Regions from separate parts of the Columba livia genome. Here region 2 is linked to region 1. Evidence: chromatin contacts called from public Hi-C data. All regions are on one chromosome and are shown on one strand. Each heading gives the region's core, a stretch centred on a gene start, on an enhancer-like site or on the middle of the called end of the contact. The rest is flanking DNA. Distances are from core to core; before and after follow the strand shown. Region 1 overlaps TNS1 (tensin 1). Region 2 holds the start of TNS1 (tensin 1).

Region 1 (4,031 bases), core at 671-3,170:
ATCTGTGTGCAGTGTGTTGCACAAGGGTGTGTGCGTGTGGGGCAGGCAGTACTCTGTCCAGCACACCCACCTCCTCCAGAGAGGGAGCATTGATCAGTCCTTCTAGCACATTTGACTGACTTCAACACCCAAAAAGGTTTTTTTCACTTCAGGTCCCAGTCTGTCCTGCCTGCAGCACCACAGAGCCTGAGCTGGTCTGGGAGACAGGACACGGATGCTTGGCTGGCAGCAATGTGGCATCAGTCAGGCCCAATTCCACATGGACAAGTCCCTCCCTTGTGTGGCAGTGGGGTGAAGGCAGGATCAGATCGGCAGGGAGGACACGGCTTGGGTGGTTTGACACCAGTGGTTGCAGCAGGACAGGGGATGGGGACACTATTTGCTGCATAGTGTGCAGACATGAGCATGGGTCGCACCAGCCCCAGGGTCGCTTTTGCCCACATCAGCTTTGCTCCACCGTTCCCACCCTGGGGACCCTGGCTTGCTCCTGGTCTTTGCTTGGGGAAAGGTTGTGTCACACTTTCTGTCCCTTGGGGACACTTCTGAGGGGGCCCCAGCACAAGTAAAAAGCCTGGGAAAGAGTAAAAGTGAAGGAAGAGGAAACTGCCCCATGCCCCACAAATGACCCCCTTTTGTCCTGGAGCAGAAGGCAGAGAGGAGCAAGAAAGTTTGTCACCTTTCACAACGCAGCAAGAAACACTCCCTTGGTTGGCCCTGAATCTCCAGAGCACGGGCTGAAATTAAAAAAAAAAACAGATTTGAGAACCCGAAGGTAGGGACTCAATAGGCCTGGGGAAATGTGATGGGGGCAAGATTTCCTGGCATGGAGTTGGTGGGACCTGCCTTTCCTGATGGTCACACCAGAGCCACCAGCCTGGCCTGGACACAGCAGCAGGCCGCAAAGAGGGAGACCTTGAAAAGCCTGCACTGTGAGAGCCAGCAAAGGGAAGCGGGTGGCAGATAAGAACATGTCGAGGAAAAACACAAACCAGAAGCTCCCGAGGAATTTTGGAAAGGAAATGGGGAATTAACTGCAGAAAAAGAGCTGGGGCAAGGAGGGGTGAAAGACAGGAAATGCACAGCAGTCTGTGGTTTGCAAGGAATAGCCTGTCCATGCCACCTCGCCAGGCACTCGCCACCTCCCCTTGCTGCCTGGGGACACCCAGCAGCATCCATCCCAGCTGGGCAGGAGCATTGGGAATGGGCAAGTGGCTGCTGCCAGCTCCTGGGGGACAGTCCAAGCAGGAATCAGGAAAGAAATGAAACCAAGAGCAGCTGGCAAGAAAATACCATCCCCATGGTGTTGGATAGGGAGAGGAGGCTATGGATCCCGTCTTGTCGGCGAGTAGACAGGGGACAGCCAAGGCCAAGGCTGGCAGACTCCAGGTACCTCCCAAGGTCCTGTGGTGCAGCCTGGCTCAGAGGGCATGTCACTTGGGTGCCCACCCACAGCCCCACAGCTATTTCTGGGGGGCCAGAAACCATCCCTTCTCCTTTCTTTTCTTATCCCTCTTGCCTTCACCTCCCAGCAGAAGCCCCACAGCACGGGGTCTCTGCACAAGCAGCCCCCTCAATCCACCCCTCGCCCCACAGCTATTTTAGAGAAAGGCTGGAGATATTTTTAGTGCTGCCGGCTCCCAGGAGAAGCTCTGAGCCTGTGAGCCGCAGCAGTGCTGGCGCCAGAGAAACTGCCGCTGCTCTGGCTGATATTTCTTGTATAATTAAACTCAATCCATCCCGGGGGCTGGGTCTTGGCCACCAACTCAGCGAGAATGGGAAGGAGTGGAGCCAGAGTGCCGGGGGCTGAAAGCTCTGACGGATGCTGGGAATTGCTCTGTGGGAGCTAGAAAAGCCAGGCCTGAGACTCTGAGGGGAGTTTTGCAAGACATGGGGGGGCAGGATGGCTTCGAAACGAGCAGGGAGTGGAATCTGATGGGAGCAGACCTTCACAAAGGCAAAAGACCCCATACCAGCATCTTCCTATCCCACTCCACTACAGGAAATGGACTCAAAGAGGATGCCCAGGGCTGGACAGATGGCATCTAAAGGCAACCTGGGAGAATGTAACAGAATCTGAAGAGCACCTAGTGTCTGCAGGGCAAGCCAGAGAGATCCCTCCTGGTTAACAAAAGCCCGAGCTGGAGCCACGTAGGAAGTTTTGGGGCTGTCTGGTTAGTGAGCATCTGGTGAACACAAGCTGCGGCTGGAGGATGACAAGCAGCAGCACAACCCCTGCTTCCCACGCCCACCGGCTGTCCTGGGGCCCCAATCTGCTGCCGAGAACAGGGGGAACAACAGCCCAGAGAAAACACAGCACCCGCCGGGGCTTACGGTTTTTTTCTTTTCTTTTTTCCCCCTGTGCAAAAAGAACAGAGCATTTATTCCTGCGCTCCCTTAAATTTCAAGACACATTTCCAACCATCCAGACACCAAGCTGGCATTCCAAGCAACAGTATATTTTATATAACTGATTTTTTTTGTTGTTTTTACCACTTTATAAAGCCATACAATGAACAGCAAAGAATCCAACGTCTGTACAACAGGAAGACAACAGCGGAGTCACATTCACACAGGGACATGGGTACAACCAAAGTCATCCTTACACGCGCGACATTATGGGCACAAAGATACAAAATATAACGTATTCTTTTTCCATCTATATAAATACACAGAAATGGGCAAGTCTAAAAGTTTGAAACTGTTCATTAACACTGATTAGCAAATAAATCTGTAACATTCCCAAAGTAACAAAGACAACAACAACAAAAAAACCACGCATAACACGGCGGCACATGATCCGCCAACAGAAACATCAGGTTGCTTCCTTTATTTCTTGTTTTTCCTTTCCTTTTTAAGGAAAAGAAAAAAAAAAAAAAAAAAGAGTAACCCCAAACCAACCTCACAATTTGCAAAACAAACGAATGAAATGAAACAAGCCCCTGCGGGCTCCTTTGCTGTCTGATCCTCCTGCCTGCTCCTTGGGAAGGGTTGCCTTTTGTTGATGCTCCTGTCTGGGGTTTTTGGGGCAACTGGTTTCTTCACCCACCCAACCTGCTGGGTGGGGATTTTCTTTGCACTTTGGTTCAGGCGGTTGAACTCACTGGAAAAGCAATGCCTGGAGGCTGGGTTGGGTTTTTCTCCCTACCTGGTTTGTTTTCCATGTGTGGTTTGACCAGGAGACAGACAGCAAATGTTGCATCCTGAGCAACCCCAAACTTCGCTCCGTTTATTTGCTTAAACCCTTGAACTCCCATCTCCACTGGCAATGGGGGGCCTGGCCAAGACCGTGAGATGGGTGCATCCCATCAGATGATGATGATGCGGATCATCCCCCAAAACACCTCTTGGGGGGCAAAGCCAGAGGCAGCCCCATTGAACGGGATCCCCACATTTTCCATCTTGCAGGTGCTACCATTTGGGACAGGCAGCAAGCGACCCCCTCAAGGAGCGTTTCCCAACAAACAGCAACACTGACAGCAAAGGGAGGATGGATGTGAAGGGGCTCCTCTGAAGAACAATTCAACACAAAAAGGGCACGTACAATAAATTTACACACGCAAAAAAAATTATATATATATATATCTATATATGTGGGGAAAAGTGCGTTTTTAAGGATATCTTTGGCAAGAATATATGCAGTTCTTTGTGCAGGAAGAAGGGATGTGTTTGTGTGTGTGTTTGTGTGAGAGAGAGATACCATCCAGCTGCTGACAACGGCAGTGTGATTACAACGAAACATATGCTGGGCTTAACTCGTGCAAGCTCAAATCTCAAATACCATGACTGCATTTAAAAACCAAAGAATAAAAATAAAGAGTATTTTCTGTCCCTTTCATAAGGAAAAAATATCAACACTGGGTCCCCGCCAGCCCCAGGAGCTGGGTGATCCTCAATGCCAGCTGACGGTCTCTCCTGGGGACAGAAAGGGTAGTTACATCTAAAAATGTAACTTTAAAAAGAAGACAAAAAGAAAAAAAGTGCCATTAAAGGGAGCTGACAAACACCTGGCTACATCATTGGAAGGTGATTAG
Region 2 (4,031 bases), core at 1,136-3,635, 67 kb after region 1:
GCACCCACCAGCAGTACACCAGCCCTGCCCACCCACCCGCTGCCCGATGAAGACGTGAGCCCCTGTAAATCCGCCTTTTCATGCCAATACTAATGAGATTAAGCAGAGGCCTGGCGGCCCCCCCCTCACCCCAGTGTCTCACTCTCCTCCAGCACCACACCAGAGCCAAGAGGGACAGTGCCAAAGCATCAGGGTGCCAGGTCCTCCCCCGCTAAACCTCCCTGTCTCACTTTCCCCAGTGCACACATGGACAGACAAAAGGCTTGCACACATGCACCGTGTGCCTGTGTGCACGCAAAACGTCCTGGAGCTGTGAGGGTGCTGTGCATGCTACACATGGTGCTTGTCACCACCCCGCATGCATATGCACACCTGTGAGTATGCAAGTGTGTGCAACCATGCACATCTCCGCGAGCCACAGCAGCAGCAGACACGTGAGCAGATGTCCATGTTCCCACATGCAAGTCCATGTGCAATCTTTTGCACACTCGCATGGGTTCGTACATGCATCTGCAAGCCTCCCTTCCCTGGGCACCTGCTCCCACAGGGCCACTTGCTGGTCCCTTGGCAGCCCCCAGGGCTTGTGCCACCCTGCAAGGGAGCAGAGCACAAACAACTGGACACGTATACATGTGTACACACATGTGCACACAGGAGTATTGTCACCCATCCTGCAGCCGTGCGAAAAGCTCCCCCAGGGCCGGGGGACTCCCACGTTGCAGTTGCTGGGTGACAGCAAGGTCTAACGATGCCATGAGTTCATTTGCATATGCAAAGCAGCATCTTTGCTGCAGGGTGCCCCGGGAAGAGGCCTTGCTCCCCGCTCCCAGAGATCCAGCTGGGATGCCTAAGGATGCCAATGCATCTGCCATGCACGTATCCCCCACCCTGCCCTGGCCCCACATGCTAGCATGGGCCTGCTTCATTAACAGCTATTATGTTCGCTAGGGAAGGCACTGCCCCCCCCACCGCATTCCCACCCTACAGAGCCCCATTCACTTGTCCCATTGCCAACATCATCCCCATAACAGGGGCTGCTGACCAGAGCCTGGCTTTACGCCCCCACCTCCCTGCTGCCAGGGAGGCACCCTGCTCAACCAGTGCCACCCAGCTGGCTGGGCTATCAGTCTGTCCCACAAAATAACCCCATCTCAACTCCATACTGGCAGCATCCCAGCTAACTTCCTAGTTGGGAACAACTGAGGGGATATGTAGGGGAGCTGGGGTACCCCTTGGGGATGTCACCTGGGTACCCACTGGGGGTACCCAAGGGTACTGGTGGTATGTTCAGGGGTAGGCCCCCACATGATCAGGCAGGGGGCACTAGCATCCCTGGCCATGGGTGCCCCAACACACAGACCCAAGGAGGCTGGAAGGGGACCCAGGTGTCCTGAGCTGGAAGAGGCACTGGGGAGAGATGCCAGATTAATCAGGAGCTGGGACGCGTGGGTTCATTGCCCAGCACTGCAGAGAGGTGCAGTGGGGGGGAACTGGGACATCCAGTTCCCCTGAGGCTGCAAAGCTGGGATGGGCAGAGGGCACTAGGATGCCTGGGTCCAGCCCTGTGGGCTCAGGCCCACCCAGTGCCTTGCATCCTGCTGTGCCCCAGGGCCCAGCTCGAGTTGGTGATGGGCTGTAGGGGCAGAGCCCCAACACTCAGTGCAAACTGGATTCCCTCCAGTCTGCCCAGTTCCCTCCAGTGGGGTGGCAGAGCCTCGAACTGGGGAATGGCAGCGGCCCCCAGCCAGGTCTGCAGACTGGATGTCGTGGGGCATTAACCCCCACGCTCCCCAAACCCACACAGCCTCCACAGACACCCCCCCAACAGTCCAGTGTCCCTGTCCCCATCCCAGCCGGTCCCACATTCGTGCACCCCTCAGCCTGGTACCCACCGCCGCCGCTTTTCCGGGCTGGGTCCCGCTTTGCTCTACCCGGTCCCCGGGGCTCCTCCCGGTCCCGCTCCCGTTCCGGTCCTCCCAGCCCCGTCCCGGTGTCCGGCCGTCCTTGCCGGTCTCCTCTCGGTCCGGGTTCCCCCAGAGCCGGTCCCGGCCCAGCACCTCCGGTTTCCCCCGCTCCCAATCCGCCCGTCTCAATGCAAACGCTACCCGCTCCGTCCCGGTCTCCCCCGCTCCCCCCGCAACCAGCCCCATCCACCGCCCACTCTCGGGATCAGCTCCGCTCCGAGACCCCACTGCCGGGCCCCACCGCGCTGCTGTCCCGCTCCTCCCCGGTGCCCCCCGGTACCCGCACGGTGCAGGCGCTGCGGGCCGTACCCAGAGCAGGCAGGAGAGGCACAGCCCGGTCATGCTGCCCGCGGAGCGGCTCCGCGGCCGGCCGAGCCCCCACCGGCCCCTTCGCTCCGCCCGCCCGCTCCGCCCCGGCCCCACACCGCCCCTCCAGACGGCGGTAGAATGAGGGTGGCAAAGGCTCCCCCGACCCCCACAAAACACAGCGGCACCCCGGCCGAGGTGGCCCCCGGGGCGGCCAGGACCCTCCCCATTCCGGCAGAGGGGCTGTGGTACTGGGGGGGCTGGACTGGGGCTGTGTCGTGTTCCGGCCCTTCTCTGGCCCCGCATACACATTTGGGATTCATTTCCTCTGCTGACTGGGGGGGCACCCGTCACCCACTTCACCGCCATCCCTCCTCCGACCTCCTGTGGGTCCTGCGGCCGGGTGCCCACCCCCCTCGATCTCCAGCTGTATCCCCTGGGTGGTCCCGGGATGGGGGACAGGAAGGGATCAGGAGACATCTATGCGCCAAGCTGGGGGCCTCAGCGAGGGGGGACAACCCCTGGGAGGGACGGAGAGCGGCTTGGCAGCCTGTGGCCCGGAAAGGGGTGGATTTGGCAGGGGGGTGCCCCAGCCCTTCCTGGGGGAGCTTGGCCGGGCAGCACGCGGTTGTCCACCCCCACCAGCGCTGACTCTGGTTCCAGCCTGGAAACTTGTGCTCAGCCGGCCGTGACCACGGGCATGTGAGTCAGGGTGGGGGACGCGCCGCGGGGAAGGACACGCTGGCAGGATGAGGCATGTCTGGCATGGGGACGTGGGTGCGACGGGGATGTGGGCACTATAATGCCCCCTCTCCCCATGCCTCAGTTTCCCATCTGTACACTGCATGCAGCTGCCAGAGCAGAGAGGAAGGTCAGGGTGGGATGGGGGGCGTCTGCCCTTCCCAGACACAGGAGTAGCATCTGACCCCCCAAAGTGCCACAACCCCTCCCCCAAATATCCCTGTCCCACCACCTTCCACCCCACCACTCTGTCATGCCTTCCTGACCCACGGTAGAGGTACCAGTGTGGTAATGTGCCAGCTGGGATGGGGGACAGGTGAGGACAGCACCCCTCACCCCCCCATGCCAGCCAGGCCCAGGGGCAAGTGAGACTTGGGGGCCAAGCAGGCAGTGAGGTCCTATCCATGCACTCCCCCCATTACTACAGCCCTCATTAATTAGTCTCATTACTGGCCAAAAATGATAGGCCCAGTGGAGAGGGGTGTCGCCACCCCCACATAAGTCACTACCTCTCATTCACTGCTATGACAAGCTTGGGCCCCTCTGAAGGGCAGGGACAAGGGTCATGCGACAGGGACATGGTAGCTGCAGGGACACTGCCTGTGAGCATCATTTAGAGCTTGTTTTCTCAGCAGTGGGGGTACAGACAGGGGCACTTAGCCCAGGGAACCCCCCACATGGGCACCACTGTTGCTGGTATATACCCCCTGTGCAGGGCCAGCCTCAGCAGGAGTCCCCTGTGTGGCCCCTCCCAGGGTCACCATGTCCTCAAGCCCTCCATGCCTGCTGCCAGCAGAGCTGTCCCCACACTGCCCTTGGGTGCATGGGGCACATGCACACATCACACAAGCAACCTCCCTGAGTACACACTGCTCACACTCATGCACACCACACATATGGTCCATGTCACACACAGTGGATGGGCACCTGCATGTGTAGGTGCCTGTCTGGGCAGAGGAAGGGCTGGGAGACAGCCCTGTAACAGCTCACACTGGTGTAAAGCCCACTTGCTACTGCACC

Evidence for each region. Hi-C and Micro-C count contacts between places; a contact is called where the count stands out from the background.
Region 2: a contact with region 1 is called in a Hi-C map of liver, with 5 times the contacts expected there. The contact joins the promoter of TNS1 here to the enhancer-like site in region 1. A contact is called at or near these places in 2 of 2 Hi-C or Micro-C datasets (crop and liver).

The regions. Positions count from the first base shown.
Region 1 is chr7:16,476,116-16,480,146 of bColLiv1.pat.W.v2, forward strand. It overlaps TNS1 (tensin 1), which reads right to left. Exons shown (of 34, transcript XM_065070679.1): 34 at 2,436-4,031. Among named protein-coding and RNA genes, the nearest start is that of TNS1, 67 kb to the right of the region's middle. Within about 2 kb of position 1,921, at least 2 of the 3 cell types and tissues checked have an H3K27ac peak away from gene starts, as active enhancers do.
Region 2 is chr7:16,542,262-16,546,292 of bColLiv1.pat.W.v2, forward strand. TNS1 (tensin 1) reads right to left here and starts at 2,386. Exons shown (of 34, transcript XM_065070679.1): 1 at 2,274-2,386. The coding sequence starts at 2,306.